Regions from separate parts of the Mus musculus genome. Here regions 2 and 3 are each linked to region 1. Evidence: chromatin contacts called from public Hi-C and HiChIP or PLAC-seq data. All regions are on one chromosome and are shown on one strand. The core of a region is the stretch at or near the end of the contact, and the rest is flanking DNA. Distances in the headings are between cores, read along the strand shown. Region 1 has its middle 59 kb from the start of Lonrf2. Region 2 overlaps Aff3 (AF4/FMR2 family, member 3). Region 3 overlaps Aff3 (AF4/FMR2 family, member 3).

Evidence for each region. A called contact is a pair of places that touch in the nucleus more often than the background predicts. HiChIP or PLAC-seq counts read pairs in DNA pulled down with a chosen protein or histone mark.
Region 2: an H3K27ac HiChIP or PLAC-seq map of DN3 thymocytes shows a contact between it and region 1, with 5 times the contacts expected there. The contact joins two enhancer-like sites. A contact is called at or near these places in 2 of 15 datasets of contacts at CTCF or cohesin (large pre-B cells and pro-B cells), 2 of 484 Hi-C or Micro-C datasets (the AtT-20 cell line and bone marrow-derived macrophages) and 2 of 115 datasets of contacts at active chromatin or transcription factors (DN3 thymocytes and memory CD8 T cells).
Region 3: a Hi-C map of the G1E-ER4 cell line shows a contact between it and region 1, with 4 times the contacts expected there. The contact joins two enhancer-like sites. A contact is called at or near these places in 2 of 15 datasets of contacts at CTCF or cohesin (large pre-B cells and pro-B cells), 3 of 484 Hi-C or Micro-C datasets (the G1E-ER4 cell line, erythroid progenitors and nephron progenitors) and 2 of 115 datasets of contacts at active chromatin or transcription factors (differentiating embryonic stem cells and embryonic stem cells).

Annotation. Positions count from the first base shown.
Region 1 is chr1:38,776,051-38,779,497 of GRCm38.p6, forward strand. No RefSeq gene overlaps it. Among named protein-coding and RNA genes, the nearest start is that of Lonrf2, 59 kb to the right of the region's middle. Within about 2 kb of position 1,556, at least 87 of the 459 cell types and tissues checked have an H3K27ac peak or open chromatin away from gene starts, as enhancers often do. A contact at or near this core is called in DN3 thymocytes and the G1E-ER4 cell line, where this site is marked.
Region 2 is chr1:38,356,465-38,359,911 of GRCm38.p6, forward strand. The region is part of intron 5 of Aff3 (AF4/FMR2 family, member 3); the gene reads right to left. Among named protein-coding and RNA genes, the nearest start is that of Gm16150, 140 kb to the left of the region's middle. Within about 2 kb of position 1,682, at least 33 of the 459 cell types and tissues checked have an H3K27ac peak or open chromatin away from gene starts, as enhancers often do. A contact at or near this core is called in DN3 thymocytes, where this site is marked.
Region 3 is chr1:38,468,805-38,472,251 of GRCm38.p6, forward strand. All of the region lies in intron 4 of Aff3 (AF4/FMR2 family, member 3), which reads right to left. Among named protein-coding and RNA genes, the nearest start is that of Aff3, 160 kb to the right of the region's middle. Within about 2 kb of position 1,522, at least 26 of the 459 cell types and tissues checked have an H3K27ac peak or open chromatin away from gene starts, as enhancers often do. A contact at or near this core is called in the G1E-ER4 cell line, where this site is marked.

The sequences.
Region 1 (3,447 bases), core at 306-2,805:
TATCTATTTATTGTTCCTTACAATGCTTAGTGTAGTTTAAATATTGGCAGAAAGGATGCCGTAATGCCAACTTCTCCCAGAGCTCAGTCCTCTTAGCACCCAGAGAACATAGAAAGTAGAGAGTTCACTCTCTCAAAGTACCAAGACCAGCTGAGGATCTAACCCAATACATACATCAAAGCACTGAAGTGACCACTTCATTCTGGGACCAATGTGAGAGGCCTTACTTGTTTTGAACCGTGTATGTGTTTGTGCATATATGTGAGAAGTAGGGTGGGTGAATAAATGTGACTGTGTGTGCATGTGCATACACACATGAGTGTGCACCTCAGTTCTGAGGTATGAACAACTGTTCATGAGGATGTTGGTAGTACGTATGTGTATGAAAATCAGCATATGAACATCTGGATGTGAGTTAGTGTGTGTGGATAAGATGTATAAGTGTGTGTGTGTGAGTTACTATGTTTAGATGTGTGAGTTAGTGTGTGGGGGTATGAGTGTGTGTGGATAGGATGTGTGAGTGTGTGGTTGTGAGTTACTGTGTGTGGATAGGATGTGTGAGTGTGTGGATTTGATTTCGTGTGTGTGGATAAGATGTGGGAGTTGTGTGTGTGGATAGGATGTGTGAGTGGGTGGATGAGTGTGAGGGAGAGTGAGTTTAGAATGGAACCGACAACCACTTAAACACACACTTCCTTCCCCATTCCACACAGAACCTTGGCAAGTACCTCAACAGCCACTGTACCCCCAAAATGAGATTGCCATCTCCTGAAAAGGGGCTCCTGCTGTCACGCATTGTCAAGTCCCATTTTCCCCCATTTCCTGAAACCCTGGGTGTAGCACAAAGCAGCAAATATTTTTCCTGTCACCATCAATGATGGCCCCACAAATTCCCAGACTGCGGTTACCTCATCACAATAATTAAAATTTTCCTGATATCATACCAACCCCGGCTAATTATCCCTTGGAGACAAAGCAGATTCACAGAGTGTCACTGTCAACAGGCTTCTCCCTGCTCAGAAGCTCAGACACACACTGTGTGACAGTCACATTGCCATGGGTTCCAGACGGGCATGGTGACCTGGGATGTGGCTGGGAGACAGAGGTGAGTGTCAGTTACCACTGTGGTAGCTCCAACTGCTCTCTGTTGGGCTTGCTTCTCCTCTAGCTGAAAAACAGCAGAGCTTTGAGGACATGCTAACCATCCTGCTAGCCTTTTGCCGACACCATGACAAGCCCAAAGCAGTTCCAGCCTGGTTTGGGGTCCCAGGGGGAAGAAACAAAGTCCTTATCTCCAGGTCTTCCAGCTGCCCAGACACTGTAGCAGCACCCACTAGCTCTACTTGCACACTCTTTGAGTGGCACACTGAGCAGCTCAGGGTCACAGACACATGGTCACTATCCCACCCACGCAGGCAGGACTTCACACGGGAGGCCTTAATACAGTAGCCATAAGAGAAGGGCCTAGGCCCAGATGTGGCTCTCAAGCACCTGGGACAGACAGCCACCCCTCTTTCTTGGGGCACCTCAGCTATCTAGTGAAAACAAGAAGCCAGAAGTGAGAGCTCTGCTCACACTCTGACGTGGGAAAAGCCACAAACCCACAAAGACTCATTTGACGAGAGGAAAGAAACTGGTCCCGAGGCTATTTTTGCTGAGTGGAAGTAATGGCTGAAGTGGACTCTGGGTTTTCTTACCACCGTTACTCAAACGGCAACTCCCTGTTATGTTCTCCTTTCACAAGCGAGAAAGTCCCTTCTCAGGGGAAAGTTAAGTCAGCTCTCTACCCGATGGCTCTCTGCCATTCACACACTCTTTTTAGTAGCTGCTGCTTCTTAGAAAGGTCTCAGTTCCTGTAAAACAGAGAGGACGGTACAGAGATTCGCTGGATGCCCCACAAAGGGACAGCCTTACTACAAAAACATCCCCCACCAGAGTGACACATTCCTTACAACTGATGGACCCCAGAACAACCTTTACCACCCACCCACAGTCTGCTGTGTCTTCAGCGTTTGCTTTTGGAGTTGGACGGTCTATGTGCTTGGTCCAACATATAAGGACACAGACCTGTCCCATTATATGCATGGTGGCTTCCTGCCCTAACCCCTCTTGCTGTGCTGCTTCCTCCTGCCTTCTCTGAGCCTGACTTGGCCGCCACTCATCTTGCGACTGTCTTCATAGTTTTGAATTTCCAGAATTCAGAGCAAATGGCACCTGACCATCTCAAGACTGGATTTTTTAAAAATATATTTTATTTTTTTAATTTAAAAAATTTTTGAGGTAGAAAATTACCTAAAGTGGAGCATCTTGGCACAAATGGATTAGCACGGAAGAGTACTTTGCTCTTCCAGAACACTAGAGTTTGGTCCCCAGCACCCATGTCAGTTGGCTCACAACTGCCTTTAACTCCAGCTCCATGAAAACTGACACCCTCTTCTGGTCCCTGAGGGTACTGCACACTCAGACATATGCAGTAATAAAGTGAGCCATCCTAGCAACATGCCCAAAGTGACTCCATGTCTCCAGGCCTTAGTAATTCCTCCTTCTCCTCCTCCTCCTCCTCCTGCTCCTCCTCCTCCTCCTCCTCTTACTCCTCTTCTTGGCAATGAAGAACATTCCACTATCAGCTATAACACCATTATTTAGCCATTCACGACTACAAGACACTGTGCCTACATCTAAGGGTTGGCAACTGCAGATAAAGCCATGTGTAGTGTTGTGTGTGAACGAGACCATTCAGTTCCTTTGGAATAAGTATAATGAGCACAGTTTTGGGGTGGTGAGGTAGCGGTGTGCACGTCGCTTTCACTTGTTCTTGGAGGAGCAGACAAACAGTGCAACGGATATAGTCAAGATTAGGGACAACGGTGTTGAGATAATGGCTCAGTGAGTAAAGCACTTGCTGTTTCTGATGGTCTGAGTTTGAGCCCCCAGAGCCCACACAGCAGCAGGTCAGATGGTGAGCTTCTCTGTAACCAGTGTTCCTACTGTGAGATGGGCCATAGAGAGGATTCCCACACGCTCATGGCTTAGCTACCACAGCTTAGGTAGCATCCCAGTGGCAACGAGACACGGCAAAAGAAACCCTGCATCACAAGAGGTGGAGATGGAGGACCAACAATATCTGAGCTTATCTCCTGACCTCCATATGCACGCCTAACCCAATAAACACATGCATCACACACACACACACACACACTCATGAACACACTCATGCAACATACAAACATATGCACTCACACTATATACAATTAAGAGTGAGAATGAGCAACTAAGACTTCTTCCATTTTCAGACTCCTCAGAAGCCCATGGTCAGCAGCTTCTTGGGTCTGCCTGGAATCGGATGTCTATGCTGCAGGACACAGGAGCTGAGTGAGGCTCATCCCATTGTGCACACACATGTGCACACACATGTGAACACACACAGACAAAAGATACATCAGTCTC
Region 2 (3,447 bases), core at 432-2,931, 420 kb before region 1:
CTCTCCTTGTCTGTGAATTCCATGAAAGAAGAACACAGGAGTCGGAGTGTTTACAAAAAGGAGAAAATTGTACAGGGTATGTCAGTCACAGAGGTCTTATCTTCAGGTTCTGCTCTGTTTACCTCATCCACCCTTTGATACACCTTCTTTCTTCTCTATTTGTGAGATATAATGGCAATTTAAAAATGTATTTTAACAGACCTTTAGTGATGTTAGGTCTAATACCATTCTACTCCAAGAGTCAAACATCCTGTCTTAATGTTTAAATTATTCTCTAACTGAAAAAGCTGAGGTTTTAGTCAAGTCATTTTTGAACTAATTGTCACAAAAGGAGCTCTGTATAGGTGTGGTAGGGTAGGGTAGGGTAGGGTAGGGTAGGATAGGGAAGAGAAGGGAAAGGAAGGGAAGGGAAGGGAAGGGAAGGGGAGGGGAGGGGAGGGAAGGGAAGGGAAGGGAAGGGAAGGGAAGGGAAGGGAAGGGAAGGGAAGGGAAGGGAAGGGAAGGGAAGGGAAGGGAAGGGCCAGCAATCCTGAGGCAGATTAAACTTTGACAGATAATTTTCCCAGCACGCCACGCTGCTATTCAGGGTCATTTTCACTGGAAGGAATCCCTGAATCAAAGGGTTCAAGTTTTGTTCCTCGCAGGAATCCCCCATATAGTTCAAGGGAGGAAATCCCACCTCAGGCTTTTCCTAGATGGAGAAAAGGTGCCCTTCCAATCATACCTTAGGAACCTCAAGACCCGCACTACCCAGGAAACAGCTCCCCTCTACCTCCTTTTCCCAGGCATGTCTGGGGTCGCCTGGTGTTAGACCCCACCCCTACCCTCTTCTCGGAGCACTTTGCTTTCAGCGCCCATTCTACTGAGTGGCAACATAGTAACATTCTCAAGTTGTTTATGGCCACAGAGTCTGGCTTAGTGAGATGCTCCTTAGAAAATAGTGGAGTGAATTTATGGGTACTTACAGGGGAGAGCTGGATTCAACATTGCTGTTTCTGTCACGATTATTTCTGGCATTCTTCCTGTGCTGTGCTACTACATAGGGCACAGGGGTGAGAGATCTCAGTGGTCAGAGTGGAACTAAATTCAAAGAGTTAGAAGTCCTTTAACTAGACTGTCCAATGAAATAAGAGGGATGGAGGGAGAGAGGGAGGGAAGGAGAAAAGGAGGGAGAGAGACAGAGACAGAGGAAGGCAGAGAGACAGAGACAGAGGCAGAGACACAGAGAGAGAAGGAGCAAGAGCTGTTCTGGATTGGAACCCAGTGCGTCGTGCTGGGTCTCCACTGCCAACCTTCCTTCTCTCAGGTTGTGAAAACCAGCTGAGGAGTCTTGAGTGAGGAGAACACACTTGTTTTCCAATATGGCTATTTACAAGGGCTGCAAGTGATTCCTCGATGGCATCCAAACACCCACCACCCCCAAACCCCCAAAATGAATCTACCAGCTAACACCTAGAAGGAATTTAGTCAATATCTACTGACCCAACTTTATTACAGGGTAGCTGGCGAGACTCTGGATCCACACAGCATAAAGTTCAAGATGAATGTGATGCTTTAAAACTATCCAGCGCCTACAGAAGGACAGTAAAATAATGTTCCCAAGAGATAGGAGGAAAAGAGGGAGGGGGACTGTTGGCTATGCAATTCTCAGACTGGCTTCAGATTACACTGGGAGAGAAGGAAAAGGTTCCGTGTTTGCTGAAGTCTCTCAGAATTGTTTGCTTTGGCTGCAAACAGCAAGCAGAGTCGGGATTATCTTGGGAAATTTTCAAGAAATTTAAATTTAAAACAAAGGGCTTCTTTTCTTTCTTCTTCTTTTTTTTTTAAATAAAGAATAGGGGTCAGTCTGTTTACCTCATGTAGACAGATGGTTGTGTTTATGCACTTAGAGGAGTAATGCAGAGAGTGATTCCAGAGTTCCAGATGAGGCGCATTTGCCAAGAAAATGCTTCCGGTTGGCAGAAGGCAGAAACCCGTATTGGGTAAATATTTAGCAACACACAAGAATTTTAACACTAATATCTCATTTGTAGTGGAGTATGCTTTATGGCCTGCTGAAATCTCTTTCCCCGTTCTGTTTCACAGTCAATGATAAAAACCAAAACACAGTCACCTGTCTCCTGCACCTGTGCCTCCGCACTGCAAACTGGCTGCAGCAGTGGAAAGTGGCCTGAGAGAGAGAGAGAGAGAGAGGGCCCTTCCCACTGTCCGGCTCTGGGCTCTGGGTTCACAGACAACTGTTGGGATAGCAACAACAAAAATCTGCTAAAATAATTTTTTTTCTTATTCTGGTCTGTACAACCAACAGTTCCAGCTGGATCTCAGTGGCTGCCTCCAGCCAAAATGTGAGTGTGTGGGCTCAGCTCTGAGGCATTTGATAGTATTCCCGCGTAAGGGAGGGACGAGGCCGCCACCAGCTGGCTTCGTGCGGGGGCCATGTGCTAAGTGTGTCACCGGGCACGGAAAATACAAAGAATGGGCTCTTTTCCAAATGAGCTTACGGCATGTGGGCAGACAGGAACCCACAAACACACGTGTGCTGAGGTAACTCCCTCGGTCACGGGCTGCAAATTCAGATGTCTCCGTGGGTGGCAACTCGTGGAAAGGAGTGACATCGGAGCTTGCCGTGTGCATAACAGGAACTCTAGAGAAGCAGGGTGTAAACACAGACTGACACTCTGTGCCAAGTGCCTGTGGGGGTCTTCTCTTTACCTGCCTGTGACCCACGAGCATCCCGGAACAGTGCCCGGAGGAGCTGCCCGCACTTTCTATGCAGAGCAAAGCTTCCTCTCCTGAGTCCTCGTGTACTTGAGGCCCAGGCGCACAGTGAGGCAGCGCATGCGCAAAGGCCACACCATGGGCATCAGCGGGCCGCACTGTGATGTGCTGGGGCTTAGCGGCTGAGCCCTGAGGAGCCAGTGGTCTGGATTTCCTCCCACAACGAAAGATACTGCCACACTGGTGTAAGCACCCTCACCATCCTGCCCTTGAACACATCTCTCCTTAAGACTCTTCGTTCAGAACATTTAAAGTCACTCTCTACCTTCACGATACATCAGGCACTCCTTGGGTTCTTTTGTTTTCTGAATCCATGAAAATGTTCCCACGACCCGGTGACATCCGCTAACGCTAGATGCAAACCCATGGCTCAGCCATTTTGTCCCGGGTCTGGTGGCCTTACACAGAAGACCTTAGGCTTGTGTCCTGCCCAGTTTGGTTCTGGGAACACAAGCTCTGCTTGCACCCCATTATAGAAGGAAAACCCCCAAACCTGGGAAATTTGTAGTCAGCATATCTAGCTCCAACTGGTAACATGCATGTCCAACTGACCTGGTCTCAGTGGACAATACAGTCAAGCTCAAGTTGATTAGTTTGAGGTCTAAGACGCAAAGGTCAAGCAGTCTCAGAAGTGGGAAAACTGTAAGGCCAGTGCTCACAGCCCCATCT
Region 3 (3,447 bases), core at 272-2,771, 310 kb before region 1:
TACAGAAGCAATTGAAGACCCAGTCCCTGATGGCACTGGCTGAGTCCAGAGAAGACATTCAGTAGTGCTTACTGAAACACTTATGGTACTCCAAGGCTGATACACAGACTTCCATGCTGGAAGACTTGCTCTATTATCAGAAAATACCCCATGGCCTCATGACTATGGATCAAGAACCAATAATACTAGGATGTCTGCGATTATCTCCTGCATGCTACAGGGTACTTAGTGTCCAATCTTCGCAAATATTTTCATGATACCCTGGAAATGTATGTATGAAATGTAGTCATCATTCACACATTTGGTAAACACGTGTTTACCCCAGTTTGACTGTGCAAAGAGTTAGAGATCCAAAATAAAGAATGCAGAGTCTCCCTGGAACTATCAGCTACTGGGCCACATAAGGGTGCTTGGAAACAGAACAGAGCTGGCGACAGAATGTGTGCAAGAGCCCAAAGCAGCTCAGAAACACCAGGATTCCACCTGCTTCTCTCCATAGCGCCAGGCACACCTGGAGCTTATGCAGAGCGAGGTGTTCAAGCTTCTCGAGTTCCTAAATGCTTCAAGGCAAAGTCCCTAAACCCAAACGACCCAACTTACACAGTTTAATGGGCACAAACACATGCTATACCTGTACAGAGAATGCCATATGCTAAACATGCATATGCTGCCTTCTTATGGGAGAACTAGGGCACGCTGGAGGACTGCGCTGTCTGAGTAAGACTCTGACTTCTGTGGCTCTGCCGAACATGTCTGGAAAGGAGGCTGCCTGGTCGGCGGCACACAGGGGTGGAGAAGGGTAAGATGGGCCAGCACCGTCACATCACCACACATCAGCATGAGAGTATCTGAAACGCCACAGACACGTATCACCTCTTCCTAGAAACCTGTTCTTTTCTCTGCATATACCGACAGATGAAGTGATTCTAAAAACACTTCATTTTTTTAAAACTTTATTATTTTATTCATGAGCATATACTTGTATGTATGTCATATGTGTTGCATGCCATGTATGCATCTGCATGGTTATGTGAGTTGAAAGACAGATTATAGCAGTTGGTTCTTTGCTTACCGCATGTGGGATCCAGAGATTGGACTAAGGTTCTCATACTTAGTGCCAAGGGCCTTCACCTGAGTCATCTCACCTGGCCCCTAAAAATTAGTTTCTGAGGTCAAAGGCAAGAATTTTGCTCACACATACAAATGTCAACAAAACAAAACAAAACAAAAAGAGGAAACAAAACCAAACAAACAAAACCTGCAAAGCAACAGCTCATTCAGATGATATAATGGTCATTAATTTCTCCAGGTTCCTACCTAGGCCTGCAATCACATGCAGACTGTGGGTGTCCCGATGATCTATGCTGGTCCTGGACTGGTGGGGAGCTTGCATGGCTGCCTGCTTAGAGGGAAAGATAGAGAAACTGCACCCCTCGTCTCCCCACTAGTCATACCCTATCTGTGCAAGTCAAGGTTTGCATCAAAGCCACAAGCTGGGGGATGAGCAATTACACAGTATTCCAAAGGTTTCAACATGAGTCATAACCACGCCAGCTCACAGGCTCTCTCTGTGCCTTTAAAATCCTAAGACCCTAAAGTGTCCTTCTCGGAGAATATGCATGTGTGCACTGGGAGCCCGCAGAACCCAGAGGGAGGTGGTTTCATGTGTCAGAGTCTGTGAAACAGCCATTGTGGGACAGATGTACTAAGAGAGGAAATGAAAGCCTAACACTAAGTAAGTCCATGCAAACTTCAACGCTGATGGCGAAGAACAGTCTTTAAGTCCGTTACACAGGAAGAGAGCAATCTTTCATTAAATGTACATTCGCATCCTCGGCAGTGATGACAAGGGAACGCTTTCATTTTTAGGTTTTATAGATCATCTTTACAGCGTATACTTGCCTAATTATATTTGTAAAGCAAGAATGGGCTGGACTTCGTCCTTCCCTGTCAGAACCTGAAAGCTGCTACCTGTGAAAGAACCTGCCTCCAAAGGCTCGGAAACCCGATCTGCACCTACCAAGTTATCACATCGCTTCAGGTAACTCAGCCCACTCCTTCTTCCGTGGGAGACACAGGAAGATGCCAGAAAACAAGATCCGGCTCTCGAGGCCCTGGCAATCTGATGGGTAAAGTAACACTTCGGCTGGGGCTGCAGACAGCCCCGACCTCAGTTCACATAGCAGGGAACGTTATCAGGCCTGCTGTTGGGGACTTGTCAATTCAGTCTGGGACACACTCATACCAAGCCTCCCGGGGCTGCAACAGCCTTTGATTAGAAGAACTTTGATCACAAAGCACTCCACAGCAGAATACAGAGATCACATGAGTCACACACACACACACAAACCACACATGTGTGCGCGCACGTACACTCACACTCTTCAGGAACTAAATTTTCACATCCTGGATAAAATGTTATGGATTATAAAGTCAGCTTTTGAAACAGCCGGGGCCTAGCAAACACAGAAGTGGATGATCACAGTCAGCTATTGGATGGGTCACACAGCCCCTTATGGAGGAGCTAGAGAAATTACCCAAGGAGCTAAAGGGAACTGCAACCCTATAGGTGGAACAACAATATGAGCTAACCAGTACCCGGGAGCTCTTATCTTTAGCTGCATATGTATCAAAAGATGGCCTAGTCGGCCATCACTGCAAAGAGAGGCCCATTGGACTTGCAAACTTTATATGCCCCAGTACAGGGGAACGCCAAGGCCAAAAAGGGGGAGTGGGTGGGTAGGGGATTGGGGGGGTGGGTATGGGGAACCTTTGGGATAGCATTGAAAATGTAAATGAGGAAAATACCTAATTAAAAAAAAAAAGAAACAGCTGAATAATAATTTACATCAGTTTAACCCCTTTGGGGGGGGTTATGATTTAAGAAATGATACAGATAGACAAAAATAAATTCGTCAAATATTAGAAAACCCATAACTCGGTCAATATTGGCAGAATCACAGTTAATTGCATTTATTTTTCTAATTTGGACCTGAGATGTTCCCCTCCCAAAGGCCCACCCTTCACAACATTGTTTGCCAGTCTGTGGATGGCCAGGGAGTGGTGAAGCCTTTAAAGTGGGGCTACAAGAGGAAGAGAGGATATCCGCTGGGTATTTTCTCTTGAGAATGGTACAGCCTCCCTCCCCTGCAATACTTCCTCTGTTTTCTTCCATTCTCTTCTCCTCCCCACTCACTGCTTGCTGGTATCCGAAGGAGAGAAGCCTTGTTCTACCAGTGCTCCCAGCCTTGTTCTACCAGTGCTCCCAGCCTTGTTCTACCAGTGCTCCCAGCTTTGTTCTACCAGTGCTCCCAGCCTTGTTCTACCAGTGCTCCCAGCCTTGTTCTACTAGTGCTCCCAGCCTTGTTCTACCAGTGCTCCCAGTCTTGATCCACCCATGCTCCCAGCCTCGGTCTACCAGGGCTCCCAGTCTTGATCCACCCATGC